Regions from separate parts of the Sus scrofa genome. Here region 1 is linked to region 2. A link is a contact called in public promoter capture Hi-C data. All regions are on one chromosome and are shown on one strand. The core of a region is the stretch at or near the end of the contact, and the rest is flanking DNA. Distances in the headings are between cores, read along the strand shown.

Region 1 (5,894 bases), core at 387-2,886, 110 kb after region 2:
TGTAGGTCGCAGACTCAGCTCGGATCTGGCATTGCTGTGGCTGTGGCTATGGCATAGGCCAGAGGCTACAGCTCCAATATGTCCCTATCTTGGGAACCTCCATACGCCGGGAGTGCGGCCCTAAAAAGACAAAAGACAAAAAAACGAAGTTCAGTTTGGATGTGTTAAGTTGAAAATAACCTATCAGACACTCAAGAGATGTTCAGTAGGCAACTGGATATTTCAATATGGAACTCAAGATAAAATCTGCATTGAATCATAATATAAATTTATAAGTCATGAATGTATAGATAGTATTTGTTTATTATTTATTGTCTTTTTAGTGCTGCACCCGTGGCATATGAGGTTCCCAGGCTAGGGGTCAAATTGGAGCTACACCTGCCAGCCTATGCCGCAGCTGCAGCAACGCCAGATCCAAGCTGCCACATCTGCAATCTACACCACAGCTCACAGAAACACCAGATCCTTTACCCACTGAGCAAGGCCAGGGATCAAACCTGTGTCCTCATGGATACTAGTCAGATTCATTTCTAACGAGCCACAACAGGAACTCCTACAGACAGTATTTTTAAAAAGTACTGGACTGAAATCATCTAGAAGTGTGGATTGATAAGAGAGGAGTTGAGAATAAAGAAAGAGAAGTTGGGAGTTCCTGACATGGATCAGAGGTGACAAACCCGACCAGTATCCATGAGGACTAGGGTTCCGTCCCTGGCCTTGCTCAGAGGGTTAACCATCCAGCATGGCCAGTGAGCTGTGGTGCAGGTCAGCAGCTGCAGTGCCAATTTGATCCCCAGCCTGGGAGGTTCCATATATCATGGGTGCAGCCCTAAAAAGGAAAAAGAAAAGGAAAGGAAAGAAAGAAAGAGAACGTAAGAGCACAGACGCTCAGGGCACTTCCAACACTTAAAAATGGTAGGAAGTGCTGGATCCAAAAAGGAAACTATTCTGCAGCCCATAAGATAAAAAAACAACAGGAGTTATAGTTACTCTAGGCACTTAGACTGCTGCTGACTGTTCCATTCCAAGACATTCACCACACATTGCCTTCTACGGATAATTATGACAATGAAAAAAGCTGTAGGTAAAGTACCTATTATAAAGTCAGATGTACAGTACCTATTTTTACTGTGTTCCGACTTGATTTCAAGTTTCTTGAGAATGGAAATTAACGTACTCTTTTTGGCCCCCAAAATGCCCCATCTACATGGGCCTTTGCAAAACCTTCTGTCCTAAGAAAGACAAGACAGATTTAAACTCAAAGGCCATCTCCACTCTCTCTGCAGATCTGCACTGAGGTCAACCAGATCTGGGCAGGCCCCCATCAGGCTGTAGCTTCCCACGGGCCCCGGCTTCTTCTTGAAGCCCGCCCGACAGCCGGGAGGAAAGGCTTTGAACCACCCACGGAGGAATGGAACTGTAAAAAGCCCCAGATCGGAACCAAGACTGGAGCAGGCAGCTAGTCGGGTTCGACCTGGGAGCCGCCCGGGAAAGGGTCTGCCTTGACCTTAGGCAACGAACTCTGACCACTGCGAGGCCCCGCCGTGCAGGGTACACACCTGGATGACACGCTGTTTCAGCTTATTATCCACAAACCTAGCGGGTCTGGGCTTCATCACGTCTGCCTCCGCCGCTGCCGCCTGGGCTTCACGTGAACCGGGGGCCTCCCCGAGGCTGCCCGCAGCGATCGCCCGGCCAGCCGCCCGCGAAATGCGCCCCAGCCAGCCGAACCCGGGCCGTTCCCGTCAGGACTAAGGTGCCGCGAGTAAAGGAAAAAACTACGGAGAACACGGAGGAGACTTGAAAGCATTAGGGAGTTTCTAGGAGTCTTATTTTACAGGCTTGTTCAAGAGGCGCTGGATGACAAGGACCCCTTTGAATACGCTCAACTTTATTGTTCCCAACTATGCGGACACTCGCGTGGGGCAGCGGCGGGGAGGTTCCCCCAGGGGCTCAGCCGCTCGTCTCTTGGCAGTAGGTTTCATTCCAGCCATTCCAACCGCACCCTATTCGAGTGCAAAGTTAATCTTGAGCTACAATCTTAAGAAAAACCAAAACTAGACACTTGGGAGGATTAGATCAAGATTAGAAACACACTGCCTCCCTGCTGCTTGCTTTCCCGCCTAATGACCCACTTGACTGAGGCCCCACAAAGGGGCTAGGTGTCGAAAAAAAAAGGAAAGACCTGTTTACCCAGGTAACCAACTCGTCTGTTACATTTGGAAATCATTTGCTCTTAGGCTATTTTGTACAGATAATTCATTGAGCGCATCCAGCAGAAGACTCCATCTTGGCCTAGAAATTGCCTGGAAATTTATTAAGTGAATGTATTTGCCCCAAGAAATTTACCTTGCAGCTAAGGAAATGCAGATAAAGGGACACTTGTTTTAAAGTTTACCAGCTTTAATTTCTAGTTTTTTGCTTGTTTGATCGTGTTTTTAGTATTCTTGAGATCTTACTTGGTTTACAGTATCAAGTGCAGTCTAAGCATGTATTAAGGTGTGGAGAGGGAAGGAGAGGAAATGGAATTAAGAGAGGGTGAGGAGTTCCCCCGGTGGCTCCGCAGAAAACGAATCTGACTGGCATCCATGAGAATGCAGGTTCCATCCCTGGCCTCGCCCAGTGAGTTAAGGAGCTGGCCTTGCCAAGATCCGTGATGTATGTCACAGAAGCGGCTCAGGCCCGGTATTGCTGTGGCGTAGGCGGCAGCTACAGCTCCGAATAGACTCCTAGCCAGGGAACCTCCATATGCCGCGGGTGCGGCCCTAAAAAGACAAAAGACGAAAAAGAAAAAAAAAAAAGGAGAACGTGAGATGTTGACAGTGCGGATAAAGAATGTTGCCTGTGGAGTTCCTGTTGTGGCGCATCCGAAACACATCCAACTGGTATCCATGAGGACACAGGTTCAGTCCCTGGCCTAGTTCAGTGGGTTAAGGATCCTGCATTGCACTGATCTGTGGTATATGTCACAGATTCAGCTCGGACCCGAGTTGCTGTGGCTGTGGTGTAGGCCAGCAGTGCAGCTCCTACTAGACCCCTAGCCTGGAAACTTCCATATGCAGCAGGTGTGGCCCTAAAAAGCAAAAAAAAAAGTTGCCTGCCATTTCAGTAATAAGTAAATGAGGATGTTGTGGCCATAAAGCCGTCATCTACTTGCAGCTTGCCCCCGAGAAGAATGCAGGATGGAGAAAAATAGGATAGTTAAGATGCAAATCAAAAAAATAATTGCAATTAGCTCAGGCTTTTGGATCTTCCCATATGTAGAAAGCACTAAAGTCATTAAGTTGAGATGTCTGGTTTTGTGCTTAGCAGTAATCTTTTGCTATTTGACTATATGGTTTTGTTTTGTTTGTCCAGCAAAAACTCTCATACAGCCTGGCTCCTCCCTTATCTCTTTGGAATAGTTTCTCGGAGCTATCTAAGATGCTGCTTCCCGGCTTGTAGTCCTCAGTAAGTCTGCCAAATAAAAAACATAATTCTCAACTTTTAGGTTATGCATTTTTTTCAGTCGACAACAGATAGCTCAATCTTCTAGTCAGGAGAGTACTGACTTATTTTCTGTTCAGAATTCAAAGCATATCACTGCTCTTTTTCCCAGATGGTTCTTATCTGTACACTGGATAAAGTATAGATTCTCATTCTGCTATTCAAAACATTTGTTTATTTGGCTCCAACTTCATTCCCTATTTCTTCACTATATCAGTACTCTGCTTTAGCTAGGTAGCATTGCCTCCATTTATTCAGTCAATGAATATTTATTCAAGCCCTCTATGTCACAGGCACTGGGTACCACTATGAAGAAACAGAAAAAAGGGTTCCCTGGTGGCCTACTGACTAAGGGTCTGGCATTGTCACTGCTGTGGCTCACTTCACTGCTGTGGTGTGGGTTTGATACCTGACCTTTGAATTTCCACATGATTCAGGCAAGCCCCCCAAAAAAAGAAGAAAGAAGAAACAGAAAAAATTCCTGTTTCTATGGAGCTTACAATTCTACTGGAAAGTAGTGATAATAGACAGATAAATATTTTTTTTTCTTTTTACAGCTGGTAAAGTCCCAGGGTAGGGTTTTAATCAGAGATGCAGCTGAGGCCTATACCACAGCCACAGCAACACCAGATCCAAGCTGCATCTGTGACCTACACCATAGTGTCATCCTTAAACCACTGAGTCACAATGAGAACTCCGATAAATAAAACTATACTCAGCCCTTTGCTGTCACTGACATAGCCTCTTTTTACAAGGTTTTTCTTGGCCAGCTTGTGAGTTCCAGAATCCTACCTACAGCCTTTCCTAATATTCTGTCTTGTTAAAATCTCCACCCATTGAACCCTCCTTTCATCCTTTCAGCAAGCATTTATTGAGTACCTACCAGTATCAGTGGGGGGGGGCAAAATAATTATAATTGTAAATTTTATAACCTTTGAAATTAGCTTAAGTATTTATGTAATCCATTATAATAAACTTCAGCAAAGATTCCTTACAATATGGTTTATTAGTCTATAATTTGTTTGAGAGTACTATTATACATTTAAAGTTGGATTCATGAGTGTGTGCTCTGTACAATTGCAAAGTGCTTTGTGCTCAGAAGGGCTCCATACTTTAATGCTCTGCAGTGACTGTCTTGAAGGTTTTATTTTTTTATTTTATTTATTTATTTATTTTTGTCTTTTTGTGTTTTTCTAGGGCTGCACCCGCGGCATATGGAGGTTCCCAGGCTAGGGGTCTAATCGGAGCTACAGCTGCCAGCCTATGCCAGAGCCACAGCAACAGGGGACCCCAGCCTCATCTGCGACCTACACCACAGCTCACGGCAACTGGGATCCTTAACCCACTGATCGGGGCCAGGGATCGAACCCCTCTCCTCATGGATCCTAGTCGGGTTCATTAACGCTGAGCCACGACGGGAACTCGAAGTTTTTAATTCTTTTTGAAAAATGGCCCCTGGGAGTTCCCATCGTGGCGCAGTGGTTAACGAATCCGACTAGGAACCATGAGGTTGCGGGTTCGGTCCCTGCCCTTGCTCAGTGGGTTAATGATCCGGCGTTGCCGTGAGCTGTGGTGTAGGTTGCAGACACGGCTCGGATCCCGCATTGCTGTGGCTCTGGCGTAGGCCGGTGGCTACAGCTCTGATTAGACCCCTAGCCTGGGAACCTCCATATGCCGGGAGCGGCCCAAGAAATAGCAGCAACAACAACAACAAAAAGACAAAAGACAAAAAAAAAAAAAAAAAAAAAAATGGCCCCTTATTTTAATTTTTCACTGGGTCCTGCGTATTGGGTAACTCCTTTGGACCTTAAGTACTATAGAATGGAGGTTCCCAGGCTAGGGGTCAAATCAGAGCTGTAGCCACTGGCCTATGCCACAGCCACAGCAATGCCAGATCCAAGCCGCTTCTGTGACCCACACCACAACTCATGGCAATGCCAGATCCTTAACTCACTGAGCAAGGCCAGGGATCGAACCTGGGTCCTCATGGATACTAGTCAGACTCATTTCCGATGAGCCACAGTGGGAACTCCTAGAATGTAAGTTTGTTAAGAGTAAGGAGTGTGTTTTTCACCTCTTTACTTCATCGGGTGCAGTAGGCAGTAATTAAGTCAATACTAGGTGTCAATAACAGTATGCTAGAACATTTTCCGTTGGAATTATTTCCAGTAATTATTGCCCTGAAGATAATTTGACATTAATTCCAGTGCTCAAATTTTAGAGTACCGTACATCTAAACTAGTAAGGTTACTGAATAGTAATCAGTGCATATGCCTCTCAAGAACTTCCTGCAGTAATTGAAACGTTCTCCATTCTTTAATGGTGCAACACCACCTAGTGGTGGTGGCATATTTCACCACTTTTCTTCGCACCTTGCCCTCCCCAATTTTTATCTCACTGGTGAACAG
Region 2 (6,105 bases), core at 3,496-5,995:
TTTTGTTTCTTACTTTATTGACTGCACCTGAAGCGTGCAGGGGTTGTCGGCCCATCAATGGTTTGCAAGCCACAGAGGATACCAAACACACCACAGCAGAACAGATGGATCTTTTATCCAGGGAGCCAGGAGGGATCTCCGTAAGAGCTTTCTTTATATCTTTCTACCAGCCTTAATTCACCCAACCTGGCTTTCAATCAGGTCTTCATTCCAGGTGTATAGATAGAACAAAAGTGGCTCACAGGGAAGGAAAAAGACAAAGTTTCAGGAGACCTCATGAGAGAAGAAGCACAGGGATTAGCACAGCTGCTCACCAAAATGTCACCTCTGTACCACCTTCCAGGCACAACACACAGGCACTATATCCAGTTCCCAAAGCCCAGGTCGGGATGGGGTTTCAAATTTACCAGCTCAACATCTGATACACGTAAGCAGCAAAAAAAAAAAAAAAAAAGAAAGAAAGAAAAAAAGCATAAATATATAAACCCAACCACCCAATTGACAAATTGGCCAAAGACCTGAATAAACATTTCCCTAAACCAGATATACAGGGGCAACAAGTGCTGGAACAAAATTATCACCATCACTCATTAGGAGAGAAATGCAAATCACAACGACTATGAGTTTCCACCTCACACCTGTCTGAATGGCCATCAGTAGTAAGTCTACAAATAACAAAACCTGGAGATTGTGTGGAGAAGAGGATGCCTTCCTACAGGGAGAGTGGCTGTGGAAATTGGTACAGACACTATGGGCAAAAGGATCGAGGTAAATCCTGAAAATACATACAGAAAGAAAGCATGCCCCAGCAACCCCACTCTTGGGCATATGTCTGGATGCATATTCTTTTAAAAAGACACTTGACCAGCACTGTTCCTTGCAACAATATTTACAATAGCCAAGATACAGAAACAAACACGATGTCCATCGACCGATGAACGGATTAAGAAGAGGCTGTACATAGACACCAGCGAATACGACGATGCAGCCATTAAAAAAAAGTGACATTCACAGCCACATACATGGAACTAGAAGCTCTCATACAAGGTGAAATAAGTCTGAAAATAAAAGACGGTGCTAGAGGACAACCCTTGGTTCTGGAATCTAACAAATGGCACAAATGAACCTTTCTCCAAAAAAGAAAATTTTGGACTGGTCAACGGACTTGTGGTCGCCAGATTGGAGGGGGACGGTGAGGGAAGGCCTGGGTTCTGGGGTTAATGGATGCAAACTCTACTGCTTGGAGTGGGTAAGCAATGGGATCCTGCTCTACAGCACAGGAAACTCTATCTAGACAGTTGTTTGGAACTAGATGGAGGATAATATGAGAAAAATTACATGCATATACTTGTACGACTGGATCACATTGCTGTTAAGTGGATATAGACAGAGCACAATCAATCAGCTATAATGCAACTAAAAAATGATAAAAGAAGATATTACCAGCTCAGTGTTCACCAGAGAAGTTGTCTGGATCCAGACTCCTCCCTCTGGAGAAAAAAAGCTGGCAATGACTCCGTTGAACCCGTCAAGATTTCTTAGCAATCGGAAATCCAACTGGAAGAAATTCCCTACACTATATGAATTGAGTGCTCTATCAACATCTTCATTTATTGATTTATTTTGACACACCTGTTTATTTTTCTGCACAGAGTTGTGGCACGCAGATACCATCTGGCCAGGAAATGAATCCATGCCACTTCTTTTATTAGCCCAGGCCTGTACTGAAACCCTCTGTCACCAGAGGTAGTGTGTCAGGAGATCCTTTATTACTGCCTTAACTATCAATTCCCTTAGCTACTCTGGAGGAATATATGTCTGTATTGACTTCTTTATCAATTGAGCTCATTCGTTCAATATCACTTTTATTTGTAAATTTATTTGGGTGCCACTTGCCACATGGGATGTTGTCTGGCCAGGGTTTAATCTCAGAGTGCAGCTCTTACCACAGCCACAGCCGTGACACAGAGAGACTCTGAAGCCCGACCACCGCGAGGGAACTCCCTGAGAGCTGGAAGTTCAGGCTGCCCACCCACCCTGCTTCGTTCAGCAGACCTGGGTCCAGGCAGGCCTCCAGGCCCTGGTGCCGCACTGAAAAGAGAGGACCCTCTCCAAAGGCAGGAAGGAAATGTCCCCAGGCCTCTTGAGCGAGACAAGCACGGGGATTAGCACAGCTGCCCAGCATCCTGCCCCCCAAGCTCCCCATTCATCCGGGAGCACCAACCTCCCTCTCCACATCCCTGAAACCCCGACAGGCAGGCGCTGGAAAATGGCCAGCTCACGCTTCCGCACAGATGCTCTGTGGGTCTAGGCTCCTGCCTCTGCAGGAACCCAAGGCATTCGGGACCACGGGGAACCCCTAAAGCATTCGAACCCCACGGCCACCCGAGCAGGCTGCCAAAAGCCACATCCAGTGCTGAAGGGACAGCCGGACGTGAGGCATCCTGGAGCCGAGTCTCCCAGGTGCCCAGGAAGCGACCCCAAACCTCTGGGGGCTCGCTGTCGGTTCTGCCCAACACCCAATCCTCCCAACTTCTCGGCCCGCCTCTGCTGCCCTCAAAGGCAGCTGGGCCCAGGAGGTCCTCTGGCGCCGCCTTGTGGCCATCGTCTCTAACAGCACCCCTCAGGACGGCCTCCTCTCTCGGGCTCAGCAGCCCCCCCGCCCCGTCCCGGGAGCAGGGGTTGAGGGTGGGGGCCTGCAATGGCCCTGGGCAGCATGCTGGGTGGATTCTCTTCCTCCACTTTCTTGCAATACCAAGAACTTCCCTCCCAAGTGGGCTATCTTTCAAAGAGTTTCAGAGCCCTGAGGCCAGTCTACTCCAATGCACTCCATTCACTCAGCTCCCCAGCCGTCATGTCAGGCCATCATTTGTCCCTTTTTATATATGCCTGCACTTTTGTAATTATGAAGACAGGTGTGTATATACGCAACTATGGATTTTTTCTTAATTTTCCAACAGTTATTCCTTCATTTATACAATGGTCTTGAGTCTTTCTGTTTTTCTCTCTCTCTTTCACTCTATCTTTCTTATTTTTTTGAACCCACCTGAAGCGTGACTGTGTTGTCCACCCATCGGTGGTCTTCCAGCCACGGAGGTGATCACACCCACCTCATCAACACACAGACATCTTTTCCCCAGGGAGCCAGGAGGCATCTCCGTGAGAGCTTTCTGTATATCATTCTACCGGCCTTCTTTTAGGTATTTCCCCTAAAATAAATGGGAACATATGTTAATGCAAAGATATGTCCGTGACAATTCATAGCAGATTTATTTATAATAAGTAGCTCAAAACTAGAAAAAATCCACACATCTATCACTTGGTGATGGGATAAATAAGTCTGGCAGCTTGAGATGTAAAAATACTGTTAGCAATAAAAAGGAATAAATTATTGACACAAGCATCAACAGGCACAGATCTCAAAAACATAACATTGAGGAAAGGAAATCTTCCTCAAAAGAATATATCATGGCGTTCCCGTCGTGGTGCAGTGGTTAACGAGTCTGACTAGGAACCATGAGGTTGCAGGTTTGATCCCTGGCCTTGCTCAGTGGGTTAAGGATCCAGCGTTGCTGTGAGCTGTGGTGTAAGTTGAAAATGCAGCTTGGATCTGGCATTGCTGTGGCTGTGGTGAAGGCCGGTGGCTACAGCTCGGATTAGACCCCTAGCCTGGGAACCTCCATATGTTGTGGGAGCGGCCCTAGAAAAGGCAAAAGGACAAAAAAAAAAAAAAAAAAAAAAAAAAAAAAACCGAAACCCAAAACAAAACAAAAAAACTTGACAATTTGAATCACAATCTAAATAAGATCAATAGGTGTTCCCTCGTGGCTCAGCGGTCCAGGATGGTCACTGCTGTGACTCTGGTTACAGCTGTGGTGCGGGTTCCAACCCTGGCCGGGTAACTTCCACTGACAGAGGCAAAAAAACAAAAACAAGAACGAAAAACCAATACATTGCAATTTCCTCTTTTCCTTGTTTCTTTTGCATTTTACTTATTAAAGTACCCAGTACGTTGTCCCATATTTAAGGTCTTGCGATTCCATAGCTGTGGTGTAGCATAACATTCTCCTCTGTTCCATTTTCTACTCATTACAGTTGTATCTCGGGGCTTGCGGGTTCGTGCCGTTCGCTTACTCTGCGGCACACTCTGTTGGTTATCGTCCTTTTTGTCATCTTAGTCAAAGTTTCTTTTTTAATGGAGAAGTGGTAACTTATTTTGAAACAAAACGTCCCCTCCTTCAGGAAGAGGTGGTGGTTCGGACCGCTTCTGTGACAGATGTAAGGTTGAGCAATCACCTTGTAAGAGCAATAGAATAATTCAGGCGAAACAAATTCCTCCTCATTTTTCACTCTCAACAGCAGTGATTTCCTTTCTCTTTATTAGCTTTTAATAGCCACACACTCCGCATTTTTCCCCGTGAGGTATTATTTCCAGTAGGCGGCCAAAAATAAACAAAACTTGGGCTAGATGCCATTCATTAATGACCAAGGATCCTCGTGATGGAGCTCCGGCCTTCCCCGGAGGCGTTAAAGCGCAATCTGTAACTTAAGACCTTTTTCACCTTTTCCCCGGGCTCGGGCACCGGCACCTGGCAGGATAGGCCGCAGGGAACCGGGACTCGCAGGAACACTCTGCGTGGGCTTCGCCCGCCCCGCCGCGCTCCCCCTGGGGGCGTGGGGCGGGGGCGGGGCCTCTGGACTCCGCCCCGGCCTCCTTCTCCTCCGTGGCTCCGCCCTCCGCCGGCTGACACGAGTCGGGAGCTGCCGCCGCTGCCGTCGCCGCTTTCGCCTTCACCTCGGAGATCGAGAGCGGGGAGCAGGCTCGCGAGCCGCCGCCGCCTCCGTCGCCGCCATGGGGAACCGAGTTGCGCGGGAAGACTTCGAGTGGGTCTACACTGACCAGCCCCACGCCAGTCGGCGCCAGGAGATCCTGGGTGAGGTCTGGGCCTGCGCCCCGTTATGTGCGCGCGCGCGGCCTCCCGCCTCCAGGACGCGCCCTCCGTGAGCAGCCCCTGAACGCCCGAGGCCCGTTAAGAGCCGGCTCCTGCCGCGTCCAGCCGCCGCCCGGGCAGGTTGGCCGCGCCGCGGCGCGGGAAAGGCCAGGGTAGGCTCAGGCCCGAGCTCCCGGGCTCGGGCTCGGGCTCGGGCTCGGGCCCGGGGCGGGAGGGAAGGAGCCCCGCGCGTCCCCGGCCCTTCGGCGGAGAGCTCAGGCGCGCCCTCGAGCGCGGGCGTCCGGTCCCGACCTGGGTTTGCTTAGAGCCGGGTCCCCCGAGCGCCTTGATTCCTATGCCGCTGGTGGGTGCCGTTTCCTCTCCCTCCTCACCCTCCTCCACCTCTGCCGACCCGGCCTGGCCGAAGCCAGCCAGCGAGCTTGCGCCAGGCAGGGCGTGGCCCGCCAGCATCTTGGGGCCCACGCGCTGGGCGCGCTGACGTTGGCAAGACGCGGACAGGCGATCCTGGCAAGAGCTGCTTGCGGTCTTGGGCCCGGGGAGGGGTCGGGTGGTACCCGACTGGTGTGACCCCGCGGTGAGCGTTCCAGGATCTGGGTCCTGCTATGATCAGGCCGCTCTCATCCTCACAGCAAGAAGGGGTGCAAAAAGGGCAGTTTCATATATATTTTTTCATCCATCCCAGTTCTGTAGATGAAAGTCTGAAGTATGGAAGACTTGCCAAGATTAGCCTTCTCGACCCCTAACTGCTAACTTAGGGCCTTTACATCAGGTTAACTAGGCCTCTAGAGGTGTAAGGCGCTCAGCTATTTGCAGCTTCTGTACTGCACAGAGAATTCTCTCCTTTCTCCCAGGGTACTTTTAATGATATGGTAGGCATTGTGTTGAGTGCTTTACAAACATTACCCAATTTAATCCTCCCAATGAGGAGGATTCTCCCTATTTCAAAGATGAGGTAAGGGCGAATAAGTAAATGTTAGAGGGAATTCTGATGTGGGTTAGATTGCGTCCAAAGCAGATGCTTTTAACCTCTTGGCTGTTGTTTCAAAAATCAGGAGAGTAGTGGGTGGCAAGTTGAATAGGAGGAACTCTTTCTCATACACAGTATTCCCCTAGTTTTTCTTCTCCATTTGTGCAGTGAAAAGAAAAAGCGAGC

Evidence for each region. Promoter capture Hi-C pulls out the DNA fragments that hold promoters and counts their contacts.
Region 1: a promoter capture Hi-C map of fetal liver shows a contact between it and region 2, with 3 times the contacts expected there. The contact joins the promoter of NVL here to the promoter of DEGS1 in region 2. A contact is called at or near these places in 2 of 5 promoter capture datasets (fetal liver and liver), 18 of 47 Hi-C or Micro-C datasets (alveolar macrophages, blood, brain and 10 more) and 2 of 2 datasets of contacts at active chromatin or transcription factors (alveolar macrophages and skeletal muscle).

The regions. Positions count from the first base shown.
Region 1 is chr10:12,668,973-12,674,866 of Sscrofa11.1, forward strand. It overlaps NVL (nuclear valosin-containing protein-like), which reads right to left and starts at 1,637. Exons shown (of 26, transcript XR_002336213.1): 1 at 1,560-1,637. It overlaps LOC110255641 (a long non-coding RNA gene), which reads left to right and starts at 2,064. Exons shown (of 3, transcript XR_002336220.1): 1 at 2,064-2,197; 2 at 3,358-3,450; 3 at 3,780-4,661.
Region 2 is chr10:12,553,020-12,559,124 of Sscrofa11.1, forward strand. DEGS1 (delta 4-desaturase, sphingolipid 1) reads left to right here and starts at 4,746. Exons shown (of 3, transcript NM_001244121.1): 1 at 4,746-4,934. The coding sequence starts at 4,853. LOC110255640 (a long non-coding RNA gene) reads right to left here and starts at 4,646. Exons shown (of 3, transcript XR_002336219.1): 1 at 4,563-4,646; 2 at 1-3,209.